Regions from separate parts of the Mus musculus genome. Here region 1 is linked to region 2. Evidence: chromatin contacts called from public Hi-C data. All regions are on one chromosome and are shown on one strand. The core of a region is the stretch at or near the end of the contact, and the rest is flanking DNA. Distances in the headings are between cores, read along the strand shown. Region 1 overlaps Zswim5 (zinc finger SWIM-type containing 5). Region 2 overlaps Tesk2 (testis-specific kinase 2).

Region 1 (6,476 bases), core at 3,191-5,690, 130 kb before region 2:
TATGCCCAGATCTAATGAGAACACAGAGAAAAGAGAAGCTACTTATGAGAGCAGTGCGGAGTGAGAGAGGAGGAGACAGTTTTACTGGGAGAGTTTTACAGAGACAGACTGAAAGGAGAACAAGCTAGACACAGGAAAAGACAGAACAAGCAGTGAATGAGGAGCCAGAAGATTAGAAGAGATGGCTAGAGTTAGTATGAGGCCAGCAGGGCAACTCTGGTGAGGTCAGATTGAATCAGTCAGCTTGAAGAGGAAGGGATTGGAGCCAGGAAAGTTGAGTTGAATCAGCCAGAACTCAGAAAGAACACGAAAGGGTGAGCTTATTCAGCAGTAAGTTTCAGAAGCTGAAAACATTCTAGGCCTAGATTAGACTGTATGGAAGCTAGAAGCTTTCAGGACTAGGCCTTGTTTTGCAGACTGAGGCAGTAAAGCCTCCTAGACAACAATTAGAGCAGGTGAATAAAAGGTACTTTTACAAGGGGGACTGTTTTATTTTGGCTCCTGGTTTCAGGCATTATGGTCATTAGGCTCTGTTGCTTCTGGGTGGGTATGCAGCAAGGCAGAACATAAGCTGGAAAGAAATGGTTTCCGAATGTTGTTCACGTTATGGTGACTAAAAGGAATAAGAGAGAGGGTGGTGGTGCTGAAATAAGATACAGCCTTGTCAAAGCCACCTCTTCCTGCAGTGATCGGCCTCTTGCACAGTCCACTCAATAAGAACTCATCAGTAGATCAACCACTGAGGAAGATAGTGCTGTCACGATCCATCACCTATTAACATCACTACCAGCTGGGGACTAAGACTTCAACACATAAACATTTTGAGAAATACTTCCTGTTCAAGACATAAAAGCACACATGGTTTGCACAAAGCCCTAGGTTCCAACCATACACTGCAGGAAACAAAGTTATATTTTTTTCAGTTTATACAACATCTGAAATTACAAAATTATAGGAGTAGAGAATAGATTAGTGGTTCCTAGGAGTTAGATGTAAGTAGCAATACAACAGGAGGGCCAGAGATAGAGTTTCATGCTGGGTTCTCTTCAGAGAATCCTCAGGTGAAGACAGGATTCTTGATTTTGTAGCAGAAAAGAATTTTAGGGTAAGCCAAGATGAAAAAGAAAAAAATTTGTTAAGAAGAGATTTTTGTTGCTACTTGCACATAGTATGCATGTGTGCATGTTTGAGTGTGAGTGTGTGTGTGTGTTACTCAGAGCGTTGTGTTTGCTAGTCAAACACTTTGTTACTGAGCTACATCTTAATGCTTAAGAAAGTTTTAACATAGTTTTAAGTTTAGAGCTGGAGAGGTGACTAGGCAAGAAGGACAAGGCACACCTACTGTGGGTATGGGCTTTCCATGAGAAAATTCATTTGAGTTCCTTAGCAATAGCCAAATAAAAAGTTTTACTGGCTCTCGGGTTACATCTCTAAGGGTTGCTAAAGGACTTGGATTACAGGGTAGTTTTGGATTTATCTTGGATAGAGCTGTTATCTGAACAGGTAAACCATGAGTCACAAGGGTTGCACATAAGACATGCCTTTTATTGTAAATGGGGGTTCTTGTGGGATTCATAGACACTGCATATTGACAGCTGGGAAAGGAGAAAGTCATGTATGTCCTAGCGTTAAGCATGACTCATTGCTATTCGAACATTCTTATTTGAAACATTTATATAAAAAGAAGACTATCTCTATTTAGGCAACCTTTAGAATAAATGTGAATTGTGCTAGAACTCTATACTCTCAGCTGCTGACAGGCTTCAACCAGATTCCTGGATGAGGGTCTCCTTTCCCTTCCCATGTTCCCTTTTTTTCCTCTGTCTTTGTCTTGTTGCATATGAATTGGCAGAGAAAGAGGCATGAGAAAAAAAGTGAGTGTGATTGTCTTCTGGTAATAGAAATAGCTGCGTGGTGGTGGTGCACACCTTTGATCCCAGCCCTCAGAAGGCAGAAGCAGGCAAATCTAGTTCGAGGGCAGCCTGGTCTACAGGTGAGTTTCAGGATGGCCAGCACTACATGGAGAAACCCTGTTTTAAACAAACAAACAAACAAACAAACAAACAGACAAAAAATCTGGGGAGGCTGGAGATAAGGCTTAGTGGTTAAGGTCGCTTGAGTGCTTTCAGTGGTTCTAAATTCAATTCCCAGGAACCACGTTGTGGGTCACAGCCATCTATAATAAAATCTGATTACCCATTCTGATGTGCATGAAGATAGAACTTATGTACATAAAATACATGAATAAATAAATCTTAAAAAAGAAAAGGGCTGGTGAGATGGCTCAGCGGTTAAGAGCACTGACTGCTCTTCCGAAGGTCCCGAGTTCAAATCCCAGCAACCACATGGTGGCTCACAACCACCAGTAAAGAGATCTGACACCCTCTTCTGGAGTGTCTGAGGACAGCTACATTGTACTTACATATAATAAATAAGTAAATCTTAAAAAAATGATTACAAAAAGGATTATATGAAATTCCTAACCTTAGTCATCTCATGAGCTCACAGTCTACTGGAGGAAAACAACTTAAATGAAAACCATAATTCATTAACGACAATAGATCTTAATTATGAACTCATTTTTTTCTGTTCTTAAGAACTATCAAGTAGCTGGGCAGTGGTGGTGTACGCCTTTAATCTCAGCACTTGGGAGGCAGAGGCAGGAGGATCTCTGAGTTTAAGGCCAGCCTGGTCTACAAAGTGAGTTCCAGGACAGCCAGGGCTACACAGAGAAACCCTGTCTCAAAAATATCAAAAAAAGAAGAAAAGAAAAAAGAAAAAGAAACAAACAAACAAACAAACAAACAAACAAAAACCAACCAAAAAAACCAAAAAAACTGTTAAGTAGATCCTATTATTGTTTGATAGATGAATAAACTCACATGTAGTATAGATTACAGCTAGTAAGTGATATGAAAGTTACATGGAACATATAAATGACACAGAGGTTAGGAGTGGCCAGTGGTATCCAAGGAGTCTGGGAATGGCACAATTTCAGAGAATTGATTTTGATATATACTGAGGAGTTACTCCCACATTCTAAGCAGAAGGACCAATATATGCAAAAGTTGCAGTAATCATTTCATTTTGAATGCCAAAACATCATATTAAGCCATATTAGGTTTATATAATACAAACTAGTAAAAAAATATGTAAATTTCACAGATGTGAGATAAAAGACTCCAATAAAAGAGGACTTCTAACTCTGTTTTCTTCTCATAAAATAAGAAATTTGAGGTGAGTTACTATTTTAAAGCTATTTTATTACATTTAAAGTTGTTGTATGCATGGGCTGGGGTGGTTTGCACACATCTCAGCATGTGTCTTCTGCCATGGGGTTCAAAGTCAGGTTTTCAAGCTTGCCGGTGGGTGCCTTTATCTGTGGAGCCACTTCAATGGTCACAATTTTGTTTTTCTGAGACTGGGTCTTTCAGTGAGACTTACAAGTCTTGGAGTTTAGGCTAGGGGCCAGCAGTTAACTCCAAGGATTTTTCCAACCTCCCAGCACTGGGATTACAAACCTACTTTTTATGTATTCTGAGGACTGGATTTAGGTCTTGGCAATCCCTTGTTTATTTCTGTTTCTTCTTGTTTTTGTTTGTTTGTTTTGAGACAGGATCAATTACTGAACAATCAGACTGGCCTTGAACTCACTATGTAACCAAGGGCAACCTTGATCTTCTGATTCTCTTGGTTCTGCCTCATTAACAATAGGGTTACAGATGTGTTCCACCATGACAGTTTATTCAGTGCTGGACACCTGAACTCAGGATTAAACTCAGGTTGTCAGGCTTGGCAGCAGACCCTCAACCCTACTGAACACTCCCAAGCCCACATTACTATTTTTACTGTAACTCTGGATTAACTTCTGTCTTGCACCCCTTTGGTTCTATTCTGTTACAATTGGCAGTTAAATTGCTTATGGTGAAAGCTAAAGACTTTGGAATTAGTTGGGAAAATAAAACTACCATTTATAACATCACTTCTTTGGAAAAATAACTTTTAAATGAAATATGGCATGTAAAGCAATTGTTCTAAAAATGTGGATCCTCTATTCAAATGTATTCTAAATGTCTGTTCAGAAGGAAAGAAAGAGACGGGTCCTTTAAAAATATTAGACTTGGAAGGAGCTGTGGGCCTTACAGAAAAGTTAATGAATAATCTTTTGTGTCTAATGCCAATTAGCTTTTTATAACAGTGCCAACCTTCAAAGAACAGGAAGTAGCTGAGAAGAATTCGAGACAAAATTTCTATGCAGGCTGTAAAAAGCAGCAAAGGGTAATCTCAGAAAAAGAATGATTATGTAAGCAAAAACACTTCCTTTCCTATCCAGTTCAAGTGAGAAAAAAGAAGGATGCTGAATGATATTGAGAGTCAAGCTAAACCTGGCCTGGGATAGCAACAGAAACAACCTCTATGAGAAATCTACAAAAGAGCACTGAGCAGGACGCTTGCCTGGTCCTGGTGTGCTCTCTAGGACTGAAAGAGAAACACACAGAATGCACTCTTCCTCTTACCCTTTACAAAGGGCGAGGGGAGCTGAGCACAGTGGTGCACACCCTTGGTTCAGCACTCTGGAGAGAAAGGCAGGCAGATCTCTGAGTTCTGGGTTAGCCTGGTCTACATTCCAAATTCTAGGCTAGCTGTAGTTACATAGAGAGACCTTATCTTAAAAAACAAAAACAAAACAAAACAACAAAAACCAAAACCACTTCTCATTAAACCAAAAAAAAAAAAAAAAGTCAAAGCTAAATTACAATAGCAAAAGTCTTGTGATGAAGTATACAGGTATGCTGAAATGTTCTATTTAACATAATTTTAAAAAAAGATTTATTTATTTTACTTATATGAGTACACTGTAGCTGTCTTCAGACACACCACAAGAATGCATCAGATCCCATTACAGATGGTTGTGAGCCACTATGTGGTTGCTGGGATTTGAACTCAGGACCTCTGGAAGAGCAGTCAGTGCTCTTAACCACTGAGCCCTCTCTCCAGCTCTATTTAACATAATTTTATGTTTTATTCTAAAGCTCCAGATTACATGCTAATTTTTCCAGGAAAAGCTGTTTAAATTTTCCCTTTACAAACGAACCTGTAACCCAGCTAACAATGTATTCTGCAACCCTATAGGAGGAACAACAATATGAACTAACCAGTAGCCCCCAGAGTTGAGTCTCTAATTGCATATGTAGCAGAGGATGGCGTAGTCGGCCATCAATGGGAGGAGAGGCTCTTGGTCTTGCGAAGATCATATGCCCCAATACAGGGGAATGCCAGAGCCAGGAAGCAGGAGTGGGTGGGTTGGGGAGCAGAGCGGGGCTGGGGGAGGGTATAGGGGGCTTTGGGGATAGCATTTGAAATGTAAATGAAGAAAATATCTAATAAAAAGAAGAAAAAAACTTAAGGTAAAATGCTGGGATTATAGGCATGTGGAAAATATTCCTAGTGATGCCACATGGACACATCATACCTAGTATGTATTTTATATTCAAGCAGATTGCCTTCCTCTACCCCACCTGGCAAAATCTCTCTAAATGGCTTCACCATTCACCCAAGTCCTCACCTGAGAAATCCAGGATAAGCCTGGGAGTGTCTTCTCTAGTCTTTCAACTACATCATGTTGAGTCTACCTCAAAGACAAATCACTCCTTTTGCTTTTCCCACTGCTCCTGGCAGCCCTGATCTACTACTGAGACTGCTGCAAGAGCCTCCCAACTCTCTCTCTCTCTCGCTCATTAATAACTTAAGTCATAAGTACCTTTTCTTTATTTTTGAAAGGATCTTATTATCTTATTGTATCTATACTGTATCTCTTACTGTAGTCTATACTGAGCCATTTTCTACTAGGTAGCTAAACTGATCTTTGACATAAATTAAATTAGATCATGGGAGAAAATATAAGCAATTACTGTGCCCTATAAGTTACTGTCCAAAGTATATAAGAAACTTCTACAAGTCAGTAGTAAAAATGGCGCAATTAGACCATAAAAACTTTAAATAACCAATTTTCCAAAGATATGCAAATAACCAACAAGCAAGACCGTCACTCAAGAACTACAAATGACTATGGACATGATCATACATGTGTGTAATTTCAGCACTTAGGAGACAGGCAGGAGCATTAGAAGTTCAAGGCTAGCCGGGCACACACACACACACACAAACCTGTCTCTCTGTATTTCCTCTTTCTTTTTTTTTTTTTTTTTTTAAAGATTTATTTATTATTATATGTAAGTACACTGTAGCTGTCTTCAGACACACCAGAAGAGGGTGTCAGATCTTGTTAGGGATGGTTGTGAGCCACCATGTGGTTGCTGGGATTTGAACTCTGGACCTTCAGAAGAGCAGTCGGGTGCTCTTACCCACTGAGCCATCTCACCAGCCCGTATTTCCTCTTTCTCTTACCCCTTCTTTCTGCATTCCTTCCCATGGCGACTTTCCGGACCTTGTTCTTTGGGACCTGAGAACTTGCC
Region 2 (5,945 bases), core at 1,194-3,693:
TCCAACAGTAACAACAAATGTGTGCTTAAGGCCGAGTGATGGTCCAGAATCTCTCTTCTCCTTTTTGTAGCACACAAGAAGCAGGTTCACAGGACAGTTATGGGAGACTACCATCTTCCCAGTGGAAAAGCTGAAGGTAGGCAATAAACTCTGGTCAGCCATGCTTATAGGGGGTGACTTGAGGAAAATACACAGCTTTCTTCTCATCCAGGGCAGTGTGAGGAAATGGACGAGGAACTTTCACATTCCCCACAGTGCGCACCGGATCAATATGGGCAGAAATGCCCTTAGCAGCTGAAGAAGGCCAGAACTCACACGTGGCTATTACCTCTTGTTTTCGTGTGTGTTTGTCAGGACAGTCTCACTATGTAGCCCTTGGCTGGCCTAGAACTAAAAGTGCAGACTAGGATGGCTTACAGAGATCTGTTTGCCTCTGGGGTGATAGGGTTAAAGGTACGAGCCACCATGACCAGACAAAACCATGATTTTGGACTCAGACTCCTGTATTTTATTTTTTGGTAGAGCCCAGGTTGGCCTAGAACTTGGTACGTATCTGAGGATGACCTTGCTTCTCCAGCCTCCACTTCACAAGTGCTGAATTTCTAAAGCACATTTTTTTTAAGGTTCCCCCACCCACACCCACACCCACACCCACACCCACACCCGCAAATAAGGGTCTCTGTATACCCCTGGCAGTTCTAGAACTGCCCTGTAGACCAGGCTGGCCTAGAACTCACAGAGATCCACCTACCTTTGCCTCCTGAGTACTGGGATTAAAGGGGTGCCACCGTTGACTTTCTGTTTTGTTTTTTTGTTTTGTTTTGTTTTTTGTTTTTCGAGACAGGGTTTCTCTTTATAGCCCTGGCTGTCCTGGAACTCACTTTGTAGACCAGGCTGGCCTCGAACTCAGAAATCTGCCTGCCTCTGCCTCCCAAGTGCTGGGATTAAAGGCATGTGCCACCACTGCCCAGCACTAAGCATGGTCTTAAGAATCAAAGATACTTCTGCGAATAAAACAGAAATCCTTCTGCAAATAAAACAGAAATCCTGTCTCTTAAAGCTTACTATAATGTAGGCGGGCAATGAAGGTGCATGCCTTAGTCCCAGCACTTGAGAGGCAGAGGCAGGTGGATCTCTGTGAGTTCAATGCTAGCCTAGTCTACAGAGCGAGTCCTAAGAGTGTCAAATCCTATTATAAATAAATAAATAAACAAACAAACAAACAAACAAACAAACAAATAACTTACTATAATGTACTGTAGAAGGACAAACTATCAGGCCACTGGCTTCCCTGTTTCCTCAGTATACAGTTACCAAAACCCAACCCTAATCTTGCAAAAAGAGGGAGGCTCAGGACAGCTTCTGAAGTTTACATATACTATTTTTCATTGACCAAAAGATAATAACCAAATTCCCTGGCATAAGAAGTTTGTGACCTGGCTGGGATCATATCTCAGTGGTACAATGTGAGCTTAGCCTACATGAGACTTGGTTCAGTGCCTAGCATCTGCTCATTAAAAATATGATGTGGCCCACTTTCCACATCCCTGCTCCTGCTATGCAATGCACCTTCCCAAACGTGTCACATGCAAGTTGGACCTAGCAAACTTGAAGAACTCCTTTAAGTCTTTGCTTATGTTTTCTCTTTTTTTCCATTTGGAATATTTTCTGATCTACGCATTTGGGAGTGCATAAGGTTTATTTTTCTTTTTTTCTTTTTTTTTTTTTAAAGATTTATTTATTATTATATGTAAGTACACTGTAGCTGTCTTCAGACACTCCAGAAGAGGGAGTCAGAAGTCGGGTGCTCTTACCCACTGAGCCATCTCACCAGCCCGGTTTATTTTTCTGTGTGTGTGTGTGTGTGTGTGTATGTGTGTGTGTGTGCATGCGTGTGTGTGTGTGTGTGTGTGTGTATGTATGTATGTATGTATTTGGTACTTGGATTAAACTCAGTGCTCACACATGGAGAGTGCTCTATCTACTCGACCACTGAACCCTTAGCCCTACCACACCTTCCTTGAAGGCAACCCTATCTTTGCAACCCTGATCTCTCCAGCCCTTCACCTTTTTCTCTTCTTAACTCCCCGAGTTCCTCTGTGCCACTCTTGTGACAGTCTAGAAGAACATCTCTGGAGCAGATTCTTAGTAGTCAGTTTGTGGGAGAGGCTAAGGGCATGGTACTGAACAAACACTGCCATCTCTAGAGAAAGAATGACCCCAAATGACCTATAAATAACCCAAGCTGCAGCTAGCTCTCCCCAAATAGCTGTAGTGGAAATAGCCCCAACACTCCAGGCTCAGGAGACCCACACCCCACCTCTTCCAGAGGCAGCAGAGAGCAGGAATTCTTGGCTCACAGAAACATTTGTGGGGCCAACAAGGCCCCATGTGACCCAACCCAGCCCTCCCTCCCTCTCTCTGTTGCCAGTCTGGCTGAGTTACCTCCTGTTTATTGCACACCAGGTACACATTAACTGATTATTCTGATCTTGATGTACTCTGGCTATTCTTCCCTGTTATTATTCCATCACAATCAATCCTGGACCCCAGAGAAGTAAAGTGGGTGACTTTCAAGGACTGTCCTTGTGCTGGCTCGTCTCTAAGTTCTGCTGGATCAACACTCCAGATCTCTGACTTTGTCTATGAAAAGATGGGCCCTATGCCAACTTGTCAGCTAAAGCCCCAGGTCTAGGTCAGCCTGTGAGACAGTGACAGCTCACATCCATTACTTCTTTCTCTCATCCTCTTCATGGTTCACCAACAACTCAGACTTCTGTTTCCAGGGCTGTTCTACTGTCCTATTTGCTGTTTGATTTGGTTTTTAGAAATTCTGACCAGGTGTAGTGACACATACTTTTAATCTCAGTGCTCAGAAGCAAGAGGATCTCTGTGAGTTGGAGGCTAGCTTGTCTATACAGTGAGTTCCAGGACATTTAGTAATATAAATAGTGAGACCCTGTCTCAGAAGAAAAAAAAAAGGGGTAATAACTCCAGGTGCCCTAACAGCCACTCCCTGCATCTCTCAAATGTTCCCATCTTCTGTTTTGGGACAGTATCTCCCATGCAGCTCAAACTGGTCTTGAACTTGTGATCCTCTCGCCTCATCCTCAGACACCCTGAAATCCAGGATTAGATTACAAACATGAGCCGGCATACCCTGGTACATTTTAAATTGTGTGTGTGTGTGTGTGTGTGTGTGTGTGTGTGTGTGTGTGTGTAGATGTGCACCTAGCAAACATGTGGAAGTCAAAACAACTTGGCAGGAGTAAGTTTCTTCTACCATGTGGGCAGAGCTCGGGTCATCAAGCGTGGTGCAAATACTTTTACCCACCGAACCATCTCTGTGTCTGCTTCCACCCTCTGATACCTTGTTTGTTTGTTTGTTTTGTTTTTTTCTTTCTTTTTTTAAAAGATTTATTTATTTATTTATTTATTTATTTATTTATTTATTTATTATATGTAAGTACACTGTAGCTGTCTTCAGACACTCCAGAAGAGGGCATCAGATTTTGTTACAGATGGTTGGGAGCCACCATATGGTTGCTGGGATTTGAACTCAGGACCTTCGGAAGAGCAGTCGGCACTCTTAACCACTGAGCCATCTCACCAGCTTCCTGTTTTGTTTTTTTCTAGACAGGGTTTCTCTGTGTAGCCCTGGCTGTCCTGGAACTCACTCTGTAGACCAGGCTGGCCTCGAACTCAGAAATTCGCCTGCCTCTGCCTCCCAAGTGCTTGGATTAAAGGCGTGCACCACCACGCCCGGCTACCTTTGTGCTTTTTAAATATATTTATTATTTGAAACTAGGTATGTGTGTATGTATGTCTGTATGTGGGTGAGTTAACAACAGGGGCTGGAGAGATGGCTTAGAAGTTAAGAGCACTGGCTGCTGTTCCAGGACTCAGGTTCAATTCCCAGCACCCACATGGCAACTCACAACTGTCTGTAATTCCAGTTCCAAGAGATCTGACACTCTCACACAGACATACATGCAGGTAAAACACCAATATATATATAATAAAAAACAAATCATCAGGGCTGGAGAGATGGCTCAGCGGTTAAGAGCACTGACTGCTCTTCCAGAGGTCCTGAGTTCAAATCCCAGCAACCACATGGTGGCTTACAACCATCCGTAATGAGATCTGACGCCCTCTTCTGGTGTGTCTGAAGACAGCTACAGTGTACTTAGATTATAATAAATAAATCTTTTTTAAAAATTTAAAAAAACAACAAACAAACAAAAAAAACAAATCATCAAAAACAACAACAACAACAAAAGAGCAAACAAAGGCTAAGCATGGTGGCCCAAGCCTTTAATTCTGGCACCAAGGATGCTGAGACAAGATTGCTAAGTTTGAGACCAACCAGGGCTATACAACAATTTTGAGACCAGTTATAGTTACATAAAAAAGGAGGGCCAGTGATATCACTCACCGGTAGAGTTCCTACCTACCATGAATACATCTCTATGTTCAACCCCAAGCATTGCAAAACAAGAATAGATGAATCTACTCTTTTCAATTTGAGTTCCATTCTAGAGAACTTCTATACCACCATTAGACCTTTAAAAAGTCATTAAATCTCTCCACTTCCCAGGATCCTCAATACCACCTTAAAGTTTAGACTGATGTGGGGTGGTGCGTGTCTACAATCCCAGTACTTGGGAGGCAGAGACAAGGGTTGCCCTATTAAAGCCAGTGAGGGTTCCTTATCCAGGGAGTGTTGTAAGTCCCTAAGTTTTCTTTTTAAATGTTTGGGTGTTTTGCCAGGACATCTGAATGCCCTGTGAATTAAGTGCCTGCAGAGGCCAGAAGAGGGCACTGGATCACAGAAGGCCACGAGCCACCATGCTGAAGATGAGAATGGGACTAGAAGAGCAACCAGTACTCAAAACTGATGAGCCTTCTCCCTACATTTTGTTTTAAGCCCACTGATAAATAGAATCCCTACTGTCATATTAGGAAAAGCAAAGGCTGGTGATCTTACCTAATAGTTCCTTTGGGTTGTTTTAGTTTGTTCTTTTTATTTGCTTATTTGGTCTTTTTTTGTTTGTTTGTTTTTCGAGACAGGGTTTCCCTGTGTAGCCCTGGCTGTCCTGGAACTCACTCTGTAGACCAGGCTGGCCTCCAACTCAGAAATCCGCCTGCCTCTTCCTCCCAAGTGCTGGGATTAAAGGTGTGTGCCACTACTGCCCTCCTCATTTTTTGACTTGGTAGTCTCACTAGATAGCCTGAGCTAACCTCAAATGGTGATCATCATGTCCGACTCTCACAAGGATGAGATTATAGGCATTCCTATCTATGCCCAGAGAGCTTATTCATTTTTACAATAACAAGCTCAAAAAGAATACTGTGATAGTTTGTATATGCTCGGCCCAGGGAGTGGCAAAATTAGAAGATGTGGCCCTGTTGGAGTAGGTGTGTCACTGTGTGTCACTGCCTCTGCCTCCTGAAGCATGCACCTCAGGATTAAAGGCATGCACCCAACTCCTTTAGTTATTTATTTCTCAATGAGACTGTATGTAACCATAGGTTAGAAATTTACCTTTTCTATTGCTTTATCCATGAATCCAGGCATAGGAAACATTCATATAGATATGGGTGATATGTTGTAAATTTCTTCCATTTTAGAAGAGATACTTTTTTCCATAGAAAGCCAAAGATCTCATTTTGGCTAGATGCATATAAGCATATGTGTGCACATGTATATGTCGGGGCAGGGAATAAAGTGAGAGTACTCTTGGATATGTATGAAGCTCCTCTTCTCAGGCTAGAAAGATGGCTCAGCGGTGCTTGCTGCTCTTGCAGAGGACCTGAGTTTGTTTCCCTGCACCCACATGCTTACAGTAACCAGGGACTTCAGTTCTAGGGGATCTGATACCCTCTTCTGGTCCCTGCATACACATGCACATAGTACAGACACATACATGTAGGCAAATATCCAT

What was found. Hi-C and Micro-C count contacts between places; a contact is called where the count stands out from the background.
Region 1: a Hi-C map of liver shows a contact between it and region 2, with 10 times the contacts expected there. The contact joins two enhancer-like sites. A contact is called at or near these places in 1 of 39 promoter capture datasets (stem cell-derived epiblast-like cells), 1 of 484 Hi-C or Micro-C datasets (liver), 4 of 115 datasets of contacts at active chromatin or transcription factors (the SCID.adh cell line, T-cell acute lymphoblastic leukemia, embryonic stem cells and 1 more) and 2 of 9 other capture datasets (adipose tissue and pancreatic islet).

What each region holds. Positions count from the first base shown.
Region 1 is chr4:116,926,210-116,932,685 of GRCm38.p6, reverse strand. All of the region lies in intron 1 of Zswim5 (zinc finger SWIM-type containing 5), which reads right to left. Among named protein-coding and RNA genes, the nearest start is that of Gm22092, 7.0 kb to the right of the region's middle. Within about 2 kb of position 4,440, at least 24 of the 459 cell types and tissues checked have an H3K27ac peak or open chromatin away from gene starts, as enhancers often do. A contact at or near this core is called in liver, where this site is marked.
Region 2 is chr4:116,793,334-116,799,278 of GRCm38.p6, reverse strand. The region is part of intron 5 of Tesk2 (testis-specific kinase 2); the gene reads right to left. Among named protein-coding and RNA genes, the nearest start is that of Toe1, 11 kb to the left of the region's middle. Within about 2 kb of position 2,443, at least 30 of the 459 cell types and tissues checked have an H3K27ac peak or open chromatin away from gene starts, as enhancers often do. A contact at or near this core is called in liver, where this site is marked.